Regions from separate parts of the Sus scrofa genome. Here all the other regions are linked to region 1. The links are chromatin contacts, called in public HiChIP or PLAC-seq and promoter capture Hi-C maps. All regions are on one chromosome and are shown on one strand. The core of a region is the stretch at or near the end of the contact, and the rest is flanking DNA. Distances in the headings are between cores, read along the strand shown. Region 1 holds the start of PRRG2 (transmembrane gamma-carboxyglutamic acid protein 2). Region 2 holds the start of PTH2 (tuberoinfundibular peptide of 39 residues). Region 3 holds the start of MED25 (mediator of RNA polymerase II transcription subunit 25).

Region 1 (2,978 bases), core at 81-2,580:
AGAAAGATCCCTTGTGGCACAGTGGGATGGGTTAAGGATGCGGGGCTGCGCAGCTGTGGCCCAAGCAGCAACGCAAGTGGCAACTGCAGTGGATGTGATCAGAGAAAAAAATGACTCCATTTATGTGAAATATCCAGATTAGGTTAATCCATGGAGACAGAGAAAGTAGGTGAGCGGCTGCCTAGAGTGTGTGTGTGTGGGGGGGAATAAAGGAAAAGACACTACCATTTCAAAGAAGTGAAAAGGGTTTCAGATGATGGGATTAAAAAAAGAATAACTAACCCAGTTTCTTCAAAGAATCAATTGCATTAAGAGAAAAACTGGGTAGGATGGAGGAGAGACTGTTCAAAATTAAAAGCAATTTAAAAAGAGACATAACATGACTCGAAAGGATCCCAATTCAAGCAAATGAAACTTTTTTTTTAGGGCCGCACCTGCGACATATGGAAGTTCCCAGGCTGGGGGTCGAACTGGTGCTATAGCTGTCGCTACGCCACAGCCACGCCCGATCCGTATACCACAGCTCACAGCAACGCTGGATCCTTCACCCACTGAGCAAGGCCAGGGATCAAACCTGCGTCCTCGTGGATGCTAGTCGGGCTGGCTAACTGCTGAGCCACGACGGGAACTACGGAATTCTTATGTTACTCTCTCACTTTTACATGTTTGAACCTTTTTCCAGTATTAAAGGAAAATTGCTGTAAAGGACCCATCAAATCCAAGTTCGTACCCCATCAGCAGCCCCGTAGGGATATGAAACCAGGACAGCCAATCCCCAAAGCTCCATAGAGGAAAATGGTAAACCCTACAGCAACTCCGAGAGGGAAGGCTGTCAAAAAGGTGCAGAGAGGCGGCGACAGGCGACTGCACAATATCCCCCGCCGCCCTCCGCATCACAATCTGGGAAACTAAGGGCAGGAAAGGGGTGCTCTTCCTCAATTTTCACGTCTTAGACTCTCTAGAACACCAGTCCCCTCCTTTCCCCGGGAACCCCGGCCCATCCGTCCGTAGTGAAACTAAAACTCTCCAGAGAACTGAAGGTTTGGGTACCTCCAAAGATTTCTGGGACTTGTAGTTCAGCTTCAAACTTGGAGCGCCTAGAGCGTTCCACTAATGACTGTCGGGAAGTCGGAAATTCAAAATCCTGTCCCACTCTCCCTTGGGACCCCGAGACTCTAGCCTACGCGAAGACGATCGCAGTAACGCCATCCCGCCACCCCCTGGAACTCACCTTACAAACAACGCCTTCTCCCTCCGAAGCGGCTTCAACTGTGCCCCTACACCGGAAAGGAGCGCTGTTTTCCCTCCCCGCTCTACACACTTCCGGCCGGCGGAAGAGACAGGAAGTAGATCTGCCCCTAGTTGCGGAGGTCTCTCTTCTGGCTAGGTAAGTCTTCCCTTCTTCTCTTCCTCCCTCCGGAAACGTGAGTGGCAATTCGAAGGTTCCGGTCAGTAAAACTGGCGTAAATAGGGGGCGCGCTTAGTATATACTAGGCGTTTCCCGGGCGGGCGATTTCCTGCTGGTACCGAGGCTTCGCGTCTCTCTAAGGCTGTGTCTAAGGACTAACCACTTCGCCCAGTGACTGGAAAGCCGGCTTACCCAAGGATATCATCCACTTTTCTGCTGCAAAATAAGAGTTAATAGAGAAGGGATAACTCCACTGTCCCCACTTTACACATGGAGCATTGGAGCAGTCGGAAGTCAAAGCCTTTCAAATTACCTCAGGAAACAGGAATTTATTACCGCATACTCACCTCCCACCCCCAGGGGCCAAGGCGTACATTTCTCACTAAGGCAGTTTCCCTGTCAGTTTCTAGGTATTGACATCTCTAGATATCTGGAGCCCTAGATGTTTAGTTCCCAGCTCTCACTGGCGGGCTCTTGGGGCGGGGTGGGGGTGGGGGGATTGGATAGGAGGAGGGAAGCTGCATATCCAACTCCCTAAGTGCCCCCACTGTGTCGGAGAGGCTGGCCCTCCTAAAGGCTCTGGACCGTGGCCCTTAATCATAAGGTCCCTTTAAATACTTAGTCCCTTACCTGAGTCCCGCCCAAGGCAGGTAATCACAAACCCCGCCCCTCTGGCCAGAAACCTGGATTGTGCCGACTATAGAGAGTAAGGCACCCCTCCTTCCTCTCCCCTCCCCTCTCCCCAGCCCCTCTTCACAGCTGGCCGCAGCTGGCCCAGGAGGCCCCTATTAAGAAGGAGGGGACACTGTTCACAAGTCTGGGCAGGTAAGTGAATACCCTTGGAGGCAGAGCCTGGCTTGGGGACCCTGGCGATCTGGCTCCCCGTTCTTCTGAGATCCAGAAGTCGGAGCCTCCAAACCCAGGAGCCCAGGACCCCTGCTCCTTCCTCCTCCTCCTGGACCCAAGGATATAGGCCTCCGCTCTATACCTCTCCTGTCATCTTTGATCTCCGCGGGTGGATGTGGCAATGAGCACAGAGAGAGGCGGGTGTACATGGAAATTACCAGGGAAGGCAGGAATGCCCCTCAGTGGACATGTTTATGAGCACCTACTGTGTGCCCAAACCCGTGCTGGATACTGCAGACACAGCAGAGAAAAAGATAAGCTCCTAGCTCTGGTCCCTGGAGGGACGTTGCCTTTGTTGAAATCCTGCCTCTGAATTGCACCCTGTATGAATGTGGGCAAATTCTTTGACCTCTCTGTGCCTCAATGTTCTCATCTATCAAATGGAGATAATGATAGCACTGCTGTGAAAATGAGACTGAGTGAATAGAGGTAAACGACCTCAAACAGTGTCTGGCCCAGAATACAGGCTACCTAAGTGTCTGTATTATTCCCGTCATTCGTGGACCACAGAGTGGGTCAGAGAGACCTCGCCTCATTCTCCAGGCCCTGAGGTGTTTGTCGTCTAACTAACCACACCTGGTTCCTAGCGTCCACAAAATATGAGGGGCCACCCCTCTGTGCTGCTGCTATACCTGGGATTAACCACCTGCCTGGACTCCTCACC
Region 2 (2,867 bases), core at 282-2,781, 130 kb before region 1:
GAACGAGGACAGACACGCATGGTGGAGAGGAACAGAGGCCCAGAGTGAGAGGAAGGAACAGTGCTGGGGCGGGGGGACCGGTGATGTACAGCAGAGACAGAGAGAGAGAGGGAACGCGTGGAGAGAAAGATGAGAAAAAAAAGAGAGGGAACTGAGAGACCAGACACCAGCGTAGCTGATGCAGGGCCTTCCTCCTTACCCCCCCCCCCCCACACACACACACTGGACGCACAGGAAGGAGACGCTATCCGAACAGCAGGGTCTTTATTAAGGTGGGGCGGGCAGGGCGCTCAGGGCGCGTCCAGCACCAGCAGCTTGTGCATGTACGAGTTCAGCCAGTGGCGGCGCTCGAGGGCGGCCAGCAGCCGCGCGCGCTCCCGAAAGGCCGCGTCGTCCGCCAGCGCCAAGCTCCGCCTCGACTGCGGGGTAGCGGGACCCGCCCAAGCCCCGTCGGGGGTGCGGAGTCTGCGGGGAAATGGAGAGAGGTTACCGAGTGTCGGCGCCCCCCGGCCCGCCGCCCGCCGCCTGCAGCCTCCTGTCCTCCTCTCGGGCTAACTGGAAGCCCTGTTACTGCGCCGTCTCTCTCTGTCCTCCCGTCTCTCTCTTTCTCTGTGTGGGTCTCTGTCTCTATTATGTTCACCAGATTTGGAGCTGCTTGAGTACAGAAATCGAGTCTGATGCACCTGTCCGGTCCCAGCACTCAGCGCATGCCTGGCACACACCGGAGACCCAATAAACGCTGCTCAAGAGACAAATCTGTTCCTGCTTTCAAGTCTCTCAAAGCCCTTCTCAGAATCCTTTGGTATCTTTTTCTTGCTCATTCTCTGTCCACCCCGCATCTCTGTCCTCCTCCCTCTAGGTCACTGTTCCACTGAGTCCCTCCCCATTCTCTTTGGGTCTCTTCCCACCACTGAGTCCCCACCCCTTCCTGAGAGACCTGGACATCGCTGTACCTGAAGACCCCCGCGGGGGGCAGGGCGATTCCTGAAGCAGCGTGGTGGCCCCAGGGCACAAGCAGCAGGAGCAGCAGCAGCAGCCGCACCCGGGGGCTCCTGGGTACCTGGTGGGTCTCCATCACCTGTGGAGAGACAGGAAAGAGCTCAATGAGGCCCATGTTCTGGCCCAGAACCCCTGCCCCACCATCCAGCCACTCCCAGCAGCCCATTTGCAGGCCCCCCCTCCTACCGCACAATGGGCTCCGCAGGCAGCGAGGCTGGCAGCCCCCTTATATCGCTTTCACAACCCCCGCAGTGGGCAATGACGCAGACCAGGGGGCCGGGGGCGCGGGGTCAGCCCCCCTCAGGCTCATTAGGAGCTGCCAGCGGTAATGAGCCGGGGGTGGGGGCCTCACCGCTGCCTTGGCGGCCACCCACTAATTGGGACCAGGAGCTGGGACCCGAGAGAATCGGGAGGGGGAGAGACAGACAGACAGAGAAGTGGACACAGGGGGTGTGTCAGAGGGATAAAAATAGAGGCCTGCGGAAGGACCATCAGAGCAGAAGCCAGAGATGCAGAGAGAGAAAGAGAGGGGAAGCAACAGAGGAGGGACTGATGAGGAGAAGCAGAGAAACAAAGAGATGAAGTAACCAGAAGAGGGAAGGACAAAGAATGACAGAGAAAAGGAAAGAAAGGATGAGAGAAAAGAGTGAGGAAGGAACCAAGAGAGCCAGCTAGAGATGGAGGGATGAGGTAAAGTGCTCTCAGAAAGGCAGAAGGACAGAGAAGGACAGCAGCCTGGACAGAGCTATCCAGCGATAAATCCAGGCAGGATGAGAACCTGGATTAAAGATAGTGTGAGAGGAGTTCCCTGGTGGCTTAGCGGGTTAGGGATCTGCCATTGTCACTGCCGTGGCTTGGGGTCATGGATGTGGCATGGGTTGGATCCCTTGCCTGGGAAGTTCTGCATTTTGCAGATGCAGCAGGCGTGAGAGATGGGGGGTGCAAGAGAAGGCAAAGGGTATGTGTGGAAGTGGGTGTGACCGCAAGTCTAGTGCTGGCAAAATCCGGGACGTCTTAGAGACACGGCGAAGAGGGGTAAGAGACAGAGAGGACCTGACTACCCTGAGGATGTGTCCAAGGCCTTCCCGGGGGAAATTTGGATGTGGTGTGAAGGTAAGGCCCAGATCCCCCAGTTGGATCTTAAGACATGGCTCTCATAATGGAATGGTAGGCAAAGGAAACCCCAAAGGGCAGTAGCAGTCTAGGTCTGTGATTGACAGGACATGGGAACCTGGCCTCCTAGTTCCCCAGAGAGGAGGCCTGGGGACCTGGATTTCTGGACCTGAGCAAAGATGTCTTGAGGTGCGACTCCTGGGTCTTGAAGTGAGAGACTAGCAGAGACCTGGATTCTTGCGTTCAGGCTTAGGAGAGGGCAGAGAGCTCGGCCCGTGCTTTGCCACAGAAGGCAGCTTGATTGGCCAGATCCAGTCCCTAAGTCCCTTCCCCAATCCAGAGTCAAAGTCCTTTACCTCTGTCCCTTTAAAAGCCCAAGCCTGTTGCTAGGCTCCCAGCATCCCCAGGGAGGGGGTCAGATGCGTCACCTGTGCTCCTGGGACCCCACCTCCTGCCATCCCGCCCAGAGCCATTCTGCAGTAGTCACCGATCTCCGTATCCAGCTCTGCTCACCTGTTGTTATCTTGGACCCCACTGAGAAGGTAAGAGCCCCCAGAACCCCAAGTGATCCTGTCCCATTTGGGGATCTGCCAGCCCCACCTCGACCTGACCACAGACCTAGGCATCTCTGCTCTCAGGCCAGCCCCTGAGACCTTGGGACCCCAGCTCCATCCTCAATAAGCAGAGACCTGAGTCCTGCCCCACAGCTCTCTCCTCCCAAAGGCTGAGGAATCCAGACCCCCACACCCCTACCT
Region 3 (2,700 bases), core at 45-2,544, 200 kb after region 1:
GACATATGGAAGTTTCCAGGCCAGGGATTGAACCCCTACCACAGCAGCGACCCCAGCTGCTGCAATGACAACAGGGGGTCCTTAACCCGCTGCACCACAGGGGAACTCCAGTATTATTTAATCGAAGATGAGTGGCTTTCAGAGATTTACTCCCTTTTTCTTTTTTTTTTTCTTTTTAGCACCCCCCCCATATGGAAGTTTCCAGGCTAGGGGTCCTATATGAGCTGTAGTCACCAGCCTACTCCACAGCAACTCAGGATCTGCGCTGCATCTTTGACCTACAAGCTCATGGCAAAGCCGACTGTTAGCCCACTGAGTGAGACCAGGGATCGAAAGCACATCCTCATGGATACTAGTGGGGTTTGTTAACCACTGAGCCACGAGGAGAAGTCCATTACTCGATATTTTAAAATAGGTTTTGTGGGTGGGAAAAGCCTGCAATATTTTCCTTCCCCACCTAAAAAAAGTATTATTTTCCTAAGTTTCTATTAATTAGTAAAATGTATCTGTGTAGTAAATTTCTGTCAACACTTAAGTTCCAACGACTTTCCCGGTTTATAGATCGTTTTCAACTTGGTTTATGGAGTCTTTTGCGGAGAAACAGATCTGTATTTTACGTTTTCTGGCTTTGCTGCAATGATAAACTCTTTTTTCCAGTCTTCAAGATTATACAGTGTTATGGTTTCATTTGCATTTTTAATCCACCTGGAACGTATTTCAGATCTAGGCCGGTTTCTGGCCTCTCGCCCAGAAAACAACTATCAGGTGTTACTTAGCAACCACCACTGGGGTTGGAGTGAGCCGTCTCTTCAGGGAAAAAAAACAGCTGCACTCTCTCCAGAGTCGATTGCCCCTTTAAAGCGTTGCCTAGTAACCCTGTTTCAGACTAGGTGATTGGACCCTGCACACGACCCACCCCCCCCTCCCGGTTCCCTGGGAGCCAGAAAGAATTTAGCTGAAAACCTAATCTCTGTCAGAAAACCAGGGCAGCGTGCGCGTTGCATGGCAACTAGATCTTCCGACCCTCCCAGTGAAACTAGTGTCGGAAGAGCCGCCCCGCTCAAAGATGGCGGCCGAAGCGCCGCTCTCAATATATTTCGTTCTCTACGTCCTGCCAATAATTAATCTTTACACCAGGCCCCCGAAGGGGTTCTCTAGGTCCTTTTGGAGGCTTGCACAAGGTTGGTACGAAGGAGGATGGAGATCAACCGACGCGCCCTGAGTGCCCCGCACAAACATGGCCGCAGGCGCGGCGTCAGGGGCGCGAGGCCGTCCGGCGCAGGCGCGGGCGCGGCGCAGGCGCACTTGCGCTCATCCCGCGGTGGCGGAGACGGCGACGGCGGCAACGGCAGCGGCGGCTGGGGCGCGGGGCATGGTACTCGGGTCGGAGGGCCCGGCGCGCGCCGGGGGCCTCGTAGCTGACGTGGTGTTTGTGATTGAGGGCACAGCTAACCTGGGGCCCTACTTCGAGGGGCTTCGAAAGCACTACCTGCTCCCCGCCATCGAGTGAGTGAGGTTTCCGCGACTCCAACCCCGCCCTCCGACTTTAGTTTTCCAGTCTCTTGCCTCACCCCGACTTTTCACCCCCGACCCTCACAGGTATTTTAATGGTGGTCCTCCTGCGGAGACCGACTTCGGGGGAGACGTGAGTCTTGGGACTCTTGAAGGTCGAGGGAGAGGGAAGCTGGGAGTCCCTACTACTGGGTCTCGGGGGAGGGGCTGGGGTCCGGGCTCTGAGTCCGGGAGGAGGGGGCTGGAGCTGAGGAAGAAGGAGCGGGGCGGGGGGTGGTTCCAGACTCCTGAGTCGTGCGGGAGGGTTGGGGTCCGGACTTCTGGGTCCCAGGGAGAAGGGCCTGGGGGCTTGGACTCCTGGATCCGAGGGAGGAGAGGCTCGGGTGCGGACTCCTGGGTTCGAGGGAGGAGGGAGCTGGGAGCTCCCACTTCTCTGAGAGAAAAGACAGCTGAGGTCCCAGATGAAAAGTTCTTCTGTCCTCCTCTGCCAGTATGGGGGGACCCAATACAGCCTCGTGGTGTTCAACACGGTGGACTGCGCTCCGGAGTCCTACGTACAATGTCACGCTCCTACCAGCAGCGCCTATGAGTTTGTCACCTGGCTGGATGGCATTAAGTGAGCTCTTTTCCGGGCTTTGGGGTGGGTTGGGGGACCCTGGGAGGGACCTGGGTTTGAGCTGTAGGATCCATTCCCTCACATTGGGAAGCTAACAAGGACTGTGATTGGGATTGTGGTTTTGTCCTAAGTCACTTGTGTGCCCGGTTCTGTGTGCTCAGCGGTGATGCCATCTGGTTTGGAAGCGGAAGGAACTCTAGCACCCAGGCCCTACTCTCCGTGCGATTTCCCCCCTTTTTGTTTGTGTTTCATTTCTCCCGTGGCTTCCTTTTTCAGCTGAGCGCAGTGAAGCCTGATTGAAAGGGGGTGGGGTTGGGCTAGGCATCTTGTGCTTTGGAGCAGGTTTTGATAAGTTTGCATTGCAAACTCTTGCAGGTGCAGACAGCCTGGGGCCACCGCATGGCTATACCCCAACAGAACTCCCAGACCCAGGAGTCCTGGTTCTCTCTGTGTTTAACATAATTTATCTCTAAAAGGGGAATGTTGATAGTTCTTACAGCTATTGTATTCCTTCTCTCCTGTTGGGCGACAGATTGAAATTTAGCTGCTTAAAAACAAGGCCCTGAAAAGCA

Evidence for each region. Promoter capture Hi-C pulls out the DNA fragments that hold promoters and counts their contacts. HiChIP or PLAC-seq counts read pairs in DNA pulled down with a chosen protein or histone mark.
Region 2: an H3K27ac HiChIP or PLAC-seq map of alveolar macrophages shows a contact between it and region 1. The contact joins the promoter of PTH2 here to the promoter of PRRG2 in region 1. A contact is called at or near these places in 1 of 5 promoter capture datasets (fetal skeletal muscle) and 1 of 2 datasets of contacts at active chromatin or transcription factors (alveolar macrophages).
Region 3: a promoter capture Hi-C map of liver shows a contact between it and region 1, with 4 times the contacts expected there. The contact joins the promoter of MED25 here to the promoter of PRRG2 in region 1. A contact is called at or near these places in 1 of 5 promoter capture datasets (liver), 3 of 47 Hi-C or Micro-C datasets (heart right ventricle and liver) and 1 of 2 datasets of contacts at active chromatin or transcription factors (alveolar macrophages).

The regions. Positions count from the first base shown.
Region 1 is chr6:54,634,650-54,637,627 of Sscrofa11.1, forward strand. PRRG2 (transmembrane gamma-carboxyglutamic acid protein 2) reads left to right here and starts at 1,331. Exons shown (of 10, transcript XM_021097559.1): 1 at 1,331-1,387; 2 at 2,155-2,233; 3 at 2,902-2,978. The coding sequence starts at 2,914. It overlaps NOSIP (nitric oxide synthase-interacting protein), which reads right to left and starts at 1,382. Exons shown (of 9, transcript XM_003127327.5): 1 at 1,232-1,382.
Region 2 is chr6:54,504,618-54,507,484 of Sscrofa11.1, forward strand. It overlaps PTH2 (tuberoinfundibular peptide of 39 residues), which reads right to left and starts at 1,532. Exons shown (of 2, transcript XM_003127313.4): 1 at 954-1,532; 2 at 254-465. The coding sequence starts at 1,165. The coding sequence ends at 291.
Region 3 is chr6:54,833,009-54,835,708 of Sscrofa11.1, forward strand. It overlaps MED25 (mediator of RNA polymerase II transcription subunit 25), which reads left to right and starts at 1,295. Exons shown (of 19, transcript XM_003127336.5): 1 at 1,295-1,506; 2 at 1,600-1,645; 3 at 2,004-2,128. The coding sequence starts at 1,373.